Linked DNA regions of Zea mays: region 1 is linked to region 2. The links are chromatin contacts, called in public Hi-C maps. All regions are on one chromosome and are shown on one strand. Each heading gives the region's core, a stretch centred on a gene start, on an enhancer-like site or on the middle of the called end of the contact. The rest is flanking DNA. Distances are from core to core; before and after follow the strand shown. Region 1 holds the start of LOC109944062 (ankyrin repeat-containing protein At5g02620). Region 2 holds the start of LOC103647590 (acyl-coenzyme A thioesterase 9, mitochondrial).

Region 1 (4,514 bases), core at 1,820-4,319, 190 kb before region 2:
GGAGCTTCTGAATCCTCTTCTTGATTTTTTGGAATTGCATCTTGGTCTGGCGTGTTTGCTTCATCTGTGATTGAACATCATGCCTGATATCGCTGACTGTCTGCTTAAGCTGCTTTGCTGGATTAGGAGGATTTACTTGCTCTTTTGCAGTTCCTCCACCGACCTCTCTCAGGATGTTGACGAGCTCTTCATTACCTTGTTTATCTGCAATAGCAAAAGCAGTCTCTCCAGCTCTATTAACCGCATTGATTTCAATCCCCTCAACTGATATTAGGGTCTGAACCATCTGTAATTTCAGATAAAGCACAAGTAATTAGTTCTTTGAAATGCTGATTGCATGCTATTCTTAAGATTGAGAAATATTCAATCCAAAATCTGAATTCCTTGCTTTTAAAAAGATAAGAAAGTATTCTTTTTTTAGTACAACCTGAATTAAACTTCTGTTTGATTCCTGAAAAGATGTAATTTCTTCTTAGAATTCTTTTATAAAACATTGGGGACTTAAGCAAGTGATATCTCACGAATGTGAGTAACTCTGTTTTAGTAGTTCGCCTGAGCAACATAGCTTCAACGATAAATACAACAAAACATCTGATTGTTAAAATGTAAAACAGGAAGACTCAAACCAGTGGTAAAAATCAGAACATTCTGAGATAATATCACTTACAATGGTGTTTCCCTTCCGAGTTGCAACATGCAATGGTCTATTCCCCTTGCTGTCCTCCACATGGATAACTGAGATATCAGGCTTCAACAACTCAAGCAGAATTTCTGCATTTTGGCCTTTCGAAGCCATGTGTAGAGCTGTTTGTCCCTTCTTATCTGTTCTAAACCCAATCCCCGGGTCCTTATTTAACAGTGCAGTGACCACCTCCACATGGCCCATTCTTGCTGCTGAATGCAAAACTGTCTTGCCATTATTTCTTGCAATCCTAGCAAGGCTTGCATCTGTTTCTAGCAGAAGATTAACAATGTCAACGTGGCCCTGAGTTGCAGCAGTGTCCAAAGCTGTGGCATTTACAGAATTTGTTGTCATTGCTAATGAGGGAAAGGCCTGTAACAGCTCCTTCAAGACATCTGCAAAGACCAAAACTGAATTAATATGATCTCTTTCTCTGAAACAAGAGAATATACAAGTTTTGAAGAAAAAAAACAAGATTAAATAACAACTGTGTAGTAGTTTGCTCTTCAACACAACATACTGACTAGTTTTCATTAAAAAAACACAGCATACTAACTCAAATATCAGAAATTCATAGCCTAATTGGTCTGGTGAAAGTTCCTAGCTGAGCAGACAAGTACTAGGGAGCATATCTCGTCACTAGATATAGGATTGTCAGTTCTTTGATTTAGACACAATAGCATGGCAAGATTGTAGAAAAATAGAAATTGCCAACTCAGAGAAATCAACAATTTGTCTGTAAAACCAAGAAAGAAAGAAATGCTAGGATGTAATCTAGACCAGATCAGCCTAGTAAATTTATCAGACATCTGAGCAAAAGGAAATCAGGGACTCAGTGTCACTGTTTTAATACTCCATGTTCCTGAAGGAAAATAAATGAGGGAAACAGTTCATGGTCATAGAGATTTGCAGAAGTCAATAAGATACAAGTCAAGTTTTATAAACATACCAATTGCAAGCAGAATGAGTACTACAGAAGATCACAGAACTGCCAGTACAAACCAGTGAATCCGTATATAAAAGAATTCCAATTCACACTACCTAAAACTCGACTATTTAATTATGAAGGAATGAAAGCTCACCCAAATGGCCCTGCTTTGCCGCAATATGGAATGCATCGAAGCTGTTACTGGCCTTGATCCCGGCTGACTGCACATCCGAAGCCTTCAAAATCTCACACACAACCTCAACATGCCCTTTCTCAGCAGACACATACAACGCAGTCTCGCCGTCTTGATTCGTGCGGCCAGCTAACTCCACCACCAGTTCTGGATCACACTCCGCAAGGATCTTCTGAACATGTGCGACACTGCCAGCTCTCGCCGCGAGGTGGAGCGCGGTGTCACCCCGCTTCCCAGGGCTGTCCTTGTTCCTTTTGAAGCTCTGCTGCTTCTCCATGGACAAGAACTTGAAGCTTCTCTGCTTCTCCATCCCCCGGAAGCTCTTCAGTTTCTCTAGGGCACCATGTCGCACGCTGGGTTGCTTCTCCATGTCCAAGATCAAATGGCTCCTAAAATTGCGAGGTTCCGCAAATCTGGCCGGAGTTGATGGAAAAAATATCAACCAATAAGAGTGTCTCTGCAGAATCTAACAAGCCCTTCTCTTGTTTCTCCCTGCATCTCTTGTATCCTCACCAACTGCTGCAGCTTTAGCTTTGATCCGCAAGAACACCAATTTGGCTGCTTTGCACACAGACTAGGGTTCATTCCCAAATTTGTCCATACAAACAGGGAGAAGAAATCTGGTAGCTTTTTAGAATCGAGATATCACCTCAAACTGCAAAAGGAATCAATAAATTAGCATGCATAAATTTCAAGGAGAACTATAAAACGTCTTATCACCTAACAAGGAAGATAATTCCTCACCACGAGAAAACAGCCAACAAACTTAGAGGCCAGATCAAGAACACGCAGGGCGCAAGGAGCAGAACTATTTGTCTTAGAGCTCCAAAAATCCCATCTCCCTAGCATCAGCCAAGGGTGGAAAGAAGACGGTGGGAGGCTGGGAGCTAGTTGGTATCTTGGAAGTTAGGAGCCTCCAAAGTTTTCCATCGGCGGTCCGCCGGCCAGTCCCTCTCCCCGGCCTGGAAGCTCACTTATTAGGTTCGAGTGATCCACCTCCCCTTCTTATCATCGAGGAGACGAGGACGACGACGGCTGAAGGAAGCGAGCACACGTTCGGTAGTCTCCGGCACCTGATTTTTCTATTTTCACCCGTGACGGAATAATTGTGCGACTTTGCTACCTCCTCCTTCGGCTCTTCCTTGCGTTAAAAAGGCAAACTTTTTGCATTACTTCTATATCTCTTCGCAGTACTTTGCTGTCAAGCTGGTTTTGTCAGTCAGCCTCTGCAGTTTGTTGTTTTTAAGTGCTAATTTCGTTGGAGAATTTTTGTACGCACAGTATCTGCACTTAACTTTAATCTATACTGATCTGATCTACTATTTCTATAGTATTTTATTTTTATAGACTACCGCTGCAACATTCTAAACAACCAGATTTAATCTCAAACAAATGTTTATTTCTAGACATCAAATCAGTCGTTTCACGATCACCAATGTCAGTGCGTAAAAGTCCGGGTGGACCGTGGACGCACCATGCCTCAATAACAAACTTAGGAAAACATGCTCCTGCTCAAACGACTCCGGACTCCGGAGGGCGGAGGCCGCCAGGCGTGAAGCGAGACTCCTGCAGACCCACGACAACTTGGAAGGAGAAGGAGCCAGCCGACGGCCCGACGCCATCGATGTGCGCCTCCGTCGGCGCCACAACAGTCAGGGACCTATGACCGTGCTGCAATAATTTATTTGGATATATTAAACTATCTATAATATCCCACGGGCAGAATAAATGCAAGGTGATGCAAGAGGATAAAAATACAAAATAGCAGATATAGTTGGATATAAATTAGATGTTTAGGGTTTGGTTGTAGACTTGCACCATATAAGATATTGTTCGTCTACACTAATCCAGCTTTGAATCAGTATAGATTGAAATTAAATCTATGTCACAATCCATGTCCCAAAATAATCCAAGTCTACATAAAAAAATTATTCGGTTAAACCCGTGATGGATTATAACCCAAGGATTTAGGGTTTTTTTTAAACTATAGAAAGCATGAGTTCTATCTATAACTCATTAGGTATGGAATAAATCCATAAAGATATTGCACAAGTTTATAATAGAATCCATAGATAAAAAATAACTACCTTTAATAATAAATTTAATCTCACCATAGGATTGAGTGTGAGGTATGGATTCACCTAATCCAGACATAGATTAAATCTATAGTGGGGTTTCATCCAGTAGCGAAGCTAGCAATATTCTATCGGGGTCATCAATATTATCTACTGGATCTTTATTATAAAACTCTTGTTATTAACACCGTTTTTCCATTGGATGTTCAGAAAATTATCGAAGTCGGTTGACCCCAAAATAAGGTCTGGCTTCGCCCATGATTTGATCCATTGTAACCGAACAAAGCCTAAGTGATTACACAAGTTAGACGAGCGCTCAACGCCACTTCTAAATTCTCCTAATGCTAAAAATGTACCATGATATGTTGCCTTATCATTAATACTTCCTTCGTTCTTTTTTATTTGTCGTGGTTTAGTCCAAAAATGAACTATGGGACGATAAGTATTCAAGAATAGAGCTAGTATAAGATATGATTCTAAACAAACAGACCACATCTACTCCCTATGTTTCAATTTATAATTTGTTTGACTTTTTAACCCAAATTTAGTTGTTATAATTTTTTTTAAGAGTTTGAATCTTTGGACTATAAATATCTAACCCTATATTATCAATATAAAAAGGTAAGAAAACCTCTC
Region 2 (4,443 bases), core at 750-3,249:
TTCTCGCCGTCGGCCGTACCTGTCACTTCCGCCGCCGCTAACCGCCGCCAATACCTCAGATAAAGACGTGGACGAGCGAACGTGGACGAGCGGCTGTAACCTTGTATTTGTTTCCTCCTGTAACTGCGCCTTTATTTTACGCGCACGAAGAGCACGTCTTTTCTTATCTCAAACCGGTGGGAGATTTTAAATGTTGCATGGTTTACGCTATCATGTCTCACAGCGTTATGCAATCGTAAACCGTCATGCACATGCAAATATTCGTTCCTGTGATTCATGGCAGAAACTTTTCCATTTATGCATGAGTTATGCACATTTCTACATACCTTTATACGTGTGTATATCGGTTGCAGCGTCTCAGCCGGGATATGTTGCTATCCTATGCATGGCTGACGCAAGCTGGCGTCCAGTGGGCCGAACGCGACCCGATCGGCCTCCTGGCTGGGGCTTCGTCCACTAACGGAAGCTCAGGGCTTCCATTACCTCTATATATATATATATATATATATATATATATATATATATATATATATATATATATATATATATATATATAAACAATTTATAGTGAATTTTAAATTATTTTAACAATAAAAATAATAATTATACTTATAGTCATGTAGGATGAAGAATGCTCGCATGCGACACGTGTGAATTGTCCACCAAAATATACAAGTTGTTCGATTGCCTTTACTACAACCGCAATTGTAGTTTTTTCTGTCTAAGGTCACTGTAGCAGTAGCGTAGAAGCATTCGCAACCAGGCAAAGGAACAACAAAAATTAGTTTTGGAGCTGCAGCCGTTGCAGCCAGAAAAGTTGGAAGCCATCTCACCCAACGAAATGCATAAGAGAGTAAGATACACATACATATGCCATTATTACAAGCTTTGTTGCATCTACAATATTTATTCGTGTTCTTTGTTCTTGTTTTTCAAGTCTATATGACGAAGGCATGAAAAAAATCGATCACAACACAATTCCCTCTTTTTTCAAAAAAAAATATCCTGAAAATCTTTATCTTTATCTGCGTCGGGTTCGGGTAGCCCTTTGGCCCCTTTCACCCGTGTGCATGCAATCTGCAGGCTGTCTCGCTTCCAAATCGCATGCAAGTTGCACATAGTAGTAGTGTTCTTTAAAAAAGAGGGATTATAATTAAAATACCAGTATTGATACGTTAAACTATATAAATTCGTGCTAATTTTTTTTCTCTCTTATCACATCCTGACATCCATGAATACAATCAACACTCTTACAAAATATGAGATATAGACACATTTTAATTATTAGCAATGCATTAAATTAGATAAGTTTGCATGTGACTCATAATTCTTTATACTCCTTTAAAGCACCAACTCCATGCATCACGTGTCGTGCGTTACTTGTGAAATATGTAGGTCTTGCTTCTCTCCCCCATTTAAGAGGCCTAATTGGCGGTTATACTACAGATGGGTCATGAGAAAACATCAAAACCCAACACAACGACATGAAATCATACGCAGTGCAGCGGTCTCACATAGTAGCACCTCACTAGCTAAAGGAGGATGAGCAACCGAGTGATCTTTAAAAAAAAGATCGGACTCATTTTTAACTTATATCTTTTTTAGCGATTTGGCTAAAATAAAGTGTAATATTTATTCTTATCAATTTAATATATATGAACTATATGTTGATTTTGATATTGAATTTATTTTTTTGCAGGTATCAGATAAACTAAAATATTTATTTTTATCAGTTTAATATATTATATCGTTGCAGCGCTCGAAAATTCTACTAGTATATTCTTTATTGAGGTGTGGATGTTTCTTTTCTCAATGTGCCAGCAGCATGCCAGCATCTGAGCGGCTAGCAACCACATGGGCCCTATAATAGGCCAGGCCTTTTTAACTTCGTGGACCAAATTCACTCTAGCAGCAGCAGCCCCACTTCAATCTATCGGCCGTTGCGGCCCTTTTCATTTTTGCGTTGTAAATGGACCATACCGGTGCCGAACCACCGACGCACCCAACCGGGTCTCGCCGGTGCTGCCTGCCTGTAGGTCGTGATGTGCCTCGAGATGGCCGTCTCCTGTCCCCCTGCCCAACAACCCACTGACCCAACCGTGTGACTGTGTGAGTCTGACTCTGATCGCTGCCAAGGTCTCAAGTCTCAACGCGATGTTGCGAGGAAGCTGTGGCCCACCTGCCTCTCTTTTTTCTACCACACCGGCACACCCACACCTTCCCACAAGGCCGGAGGTGAGCCCCGCATCCGCGGCCAAGTACCCATGACGACGAGGCTGACAGCGACGTTGTTGCTCTCCAGAACCCTCGTCCGCCGCGTAACCTCGCGAACCCCGACACCCCTCGGCCCTTTCGGTCTCGAACCATCCGCAGGAATCCCCATCTCCTGGTCCAGACGCGCCTCCTCGACCGCCTCGGGAGATCGGGGCCAGGAACCGCCACCGGCCATGGATTCGCCTATCAAGGTGGTTTCTCACCTGGGGGGCGGACGAGGAGGAGGAGGGGGAGAGGGAGAGGGAGAGGGAGAGGGAGGGGCCGCAGCGATCGACGCGGGGAAGTCGGCACGGAGGCCGCTCAGCCTGTGGCCCGGGATGTACCACTCCCCGGTGACCAACGCGCTCTGGGAGGCGCGGTCCAGCATCTTCGAGCGGATGATGGACGCTGGGAACGGCGCTTCCTCTGCCGAGCAGCGGCCGCAGACTGAGCTGCTCGTCAAGACGCCCGCGCAGAGCCGGACCAGCATCGTGTACAAGTTCGCCACCGACGACATCCTCAGGGAGCAGTACCGGGACCCCTGGAACGAGGTGCGCATCGGCAAGCTGCTCGAGGATCTTGACGCCCTCGCCGGCACCATCGCCGTCAAGGTAATGCCTAGTGCGATATCCATTTCGATCTTCTTTCTTGGCGTTGCGCCGTTGCCTGCCCTCTAGTAGCACAGGTGTGATCCGGTGAGGGAGAGATAAATGTGTGACTGCTGCAAGTATTCAGAGCTTTAGCTATTCCCCGTGCGTTCTTAGACTGAGTCCAGTGCACAGCCTCCCTCTCGCCCCTGCCACGTCAGCTCTCACCTCCACTCTCGCCCCTGCTGCTCCAGTGTAGGCTGCAGCAGGCTACAGCCTCAGGCTATAGCCACGTCAGCTTTTCTATTTCAAAATTAAGTAATTCACGCGGATTTATTTTAACGCTCAGAAAACACACAACATAATATTTTTTATTGAATTAAAAATTACAAAGTACATAATAATTATAATAAAATGACATGATAATTAAAATAAAATTACATAACTCTAATCGGACTCCTCGATCTCATCCTCATCTTCCTCCTCTTCACGTTCCGCTTCCGGTTCCTCTTCTTCGTCATCTAGCAGACCAAGTTCTTTTTCGACCATCTTTACGGCCCTGCCATGGGTACGCCTTTCAGCTGGGTCCATATCTCTGGTTGATCGGCCCTTTAGGATGTTCCGTTGCTTCAAAAGCTTGGCCTTCACTAATCCACCCCACAAGTTCTTCATTTTGAATGCTTCACTTGTTGATCATTGCATCGTCAGCTCCGCTCTGACGCAACCTTTCTTCTTGGAGGTAGAATCCATTGAACTTGGTCACCTCCCGGTTGTAGGTGACCCAATGATCTTTAAGTTGCTTGGCGGTTCGATGACGGATAGGGTCGGAGGTGGAGTTATATGTTGCCGCTATTTGGCCCCAGAAACTTGATCCGCTCTTATTGTTGCCGGAGATGGGATCATTAGAATGCATAAACCAAGCATTAACCTACAATAAAACCTATAATATAAGTAAACTAAAAAATCAAGATTAAATAAATGAGAAACGATTCACTCACCAGATTTTCCCCGTCTTCCTTCGTCCACTCTAGCCTCTTTGGACGCTTTTCCTTCGGCACGGGATTTTCCTCAGCTTGGTTTTCAGATCCAACAGATAAAGGTGCAACTGGAGGAGGTGCTCCATACGTAGGTGGAGCATATGGATGAGGTGCTCCATACGGAGGTGGAGCATATGGAGCATAAGGAGGTACTCCATACGGAGGTGGAGCATATGGAGGAGGGGCGTATGGAGGTATCTGGAAAGAAGCTTGACTTCCGTCCGCAGCAGGTGGGGGAGGGGCATACGGACGTACCGGGAATGAGGCTTGAATTCCGGCTTGGGAAGTTGGAGGTTGACCATATGAAGACGGTGGATATTGATACAAATGATAGGGATAAGGGTATGGTGGTGGACGCGCAGCCGGAAATAGTGCACGGGGGAGTGAGGCTGAAACATCGGAGCGACGATGTAGTGAAGAAGACTCATCTAACGGAAGGGTTGTAGGTGACCCATCGGACTGCAAGAGATCCGTGAAGGTGTTCAAATATGGGGACCAACCCGACATTGTGCGAAGAAAGGGGAGTTTGGAAGAGAAAAATGAGATGGAATGGTGTGTGGAATGAG

What was found. A called contact is a pair of places that touch in the nucleus more often than the background predicts.
Region 1: a Hi-C map of tassel shows a contact between it and region 2, with 4 times the contacts expected there. The contact joins the promoter of LOC109944062 here to the promoter of LOC103647590 in region 2. A contact is called at or near these places in 8 of 25 Hi-C or Micro-C datasets (endosperm, leaf, leaf mesophyll and 2 more) and 1 of 3 datasets of contacts at active chromatin or transcription factors (seedling).

What each region holds. Positions count from the first base shown.
Region 1 is chr2:199,898,906-199,903,419 of Zm-B73-REFERENCE-NAM-5.0, reverse strand. LOC109944062 (ankyrin repeat-containing protein At5g02620) reads right to left here and starts at 3,069. Exons shown (of 4, transcript XM_020548529.2): 1 at 2,548-3,069; 2 at 1,765-2,458; 3 at 668-1,077; 4 at 1-286. The coding sequence starts at 2,173.
Region 2 is chr2:199,706,116-199,710,558 of Zm-B73-REFERENCE-NAM-5.0, reverse strand. LOC103647590 (acyl-coenzyme A thioesterase 9, mitochondrial) reads left to right here and starts at 1,999. Exons shown (of 5, transcript XM_035965434.1): 1 at 1,999-2,864. The coding sequence starts at 2,265. It overlaps LOC103647589 (extensin), which reads right to left. Exons shown (of 2, transcript XM_020548526.3): 1 at 3,839-4,443; 2 at 3,161-3,768. The coding sequence starts at 4,384. The coding sequence ends at 3,523.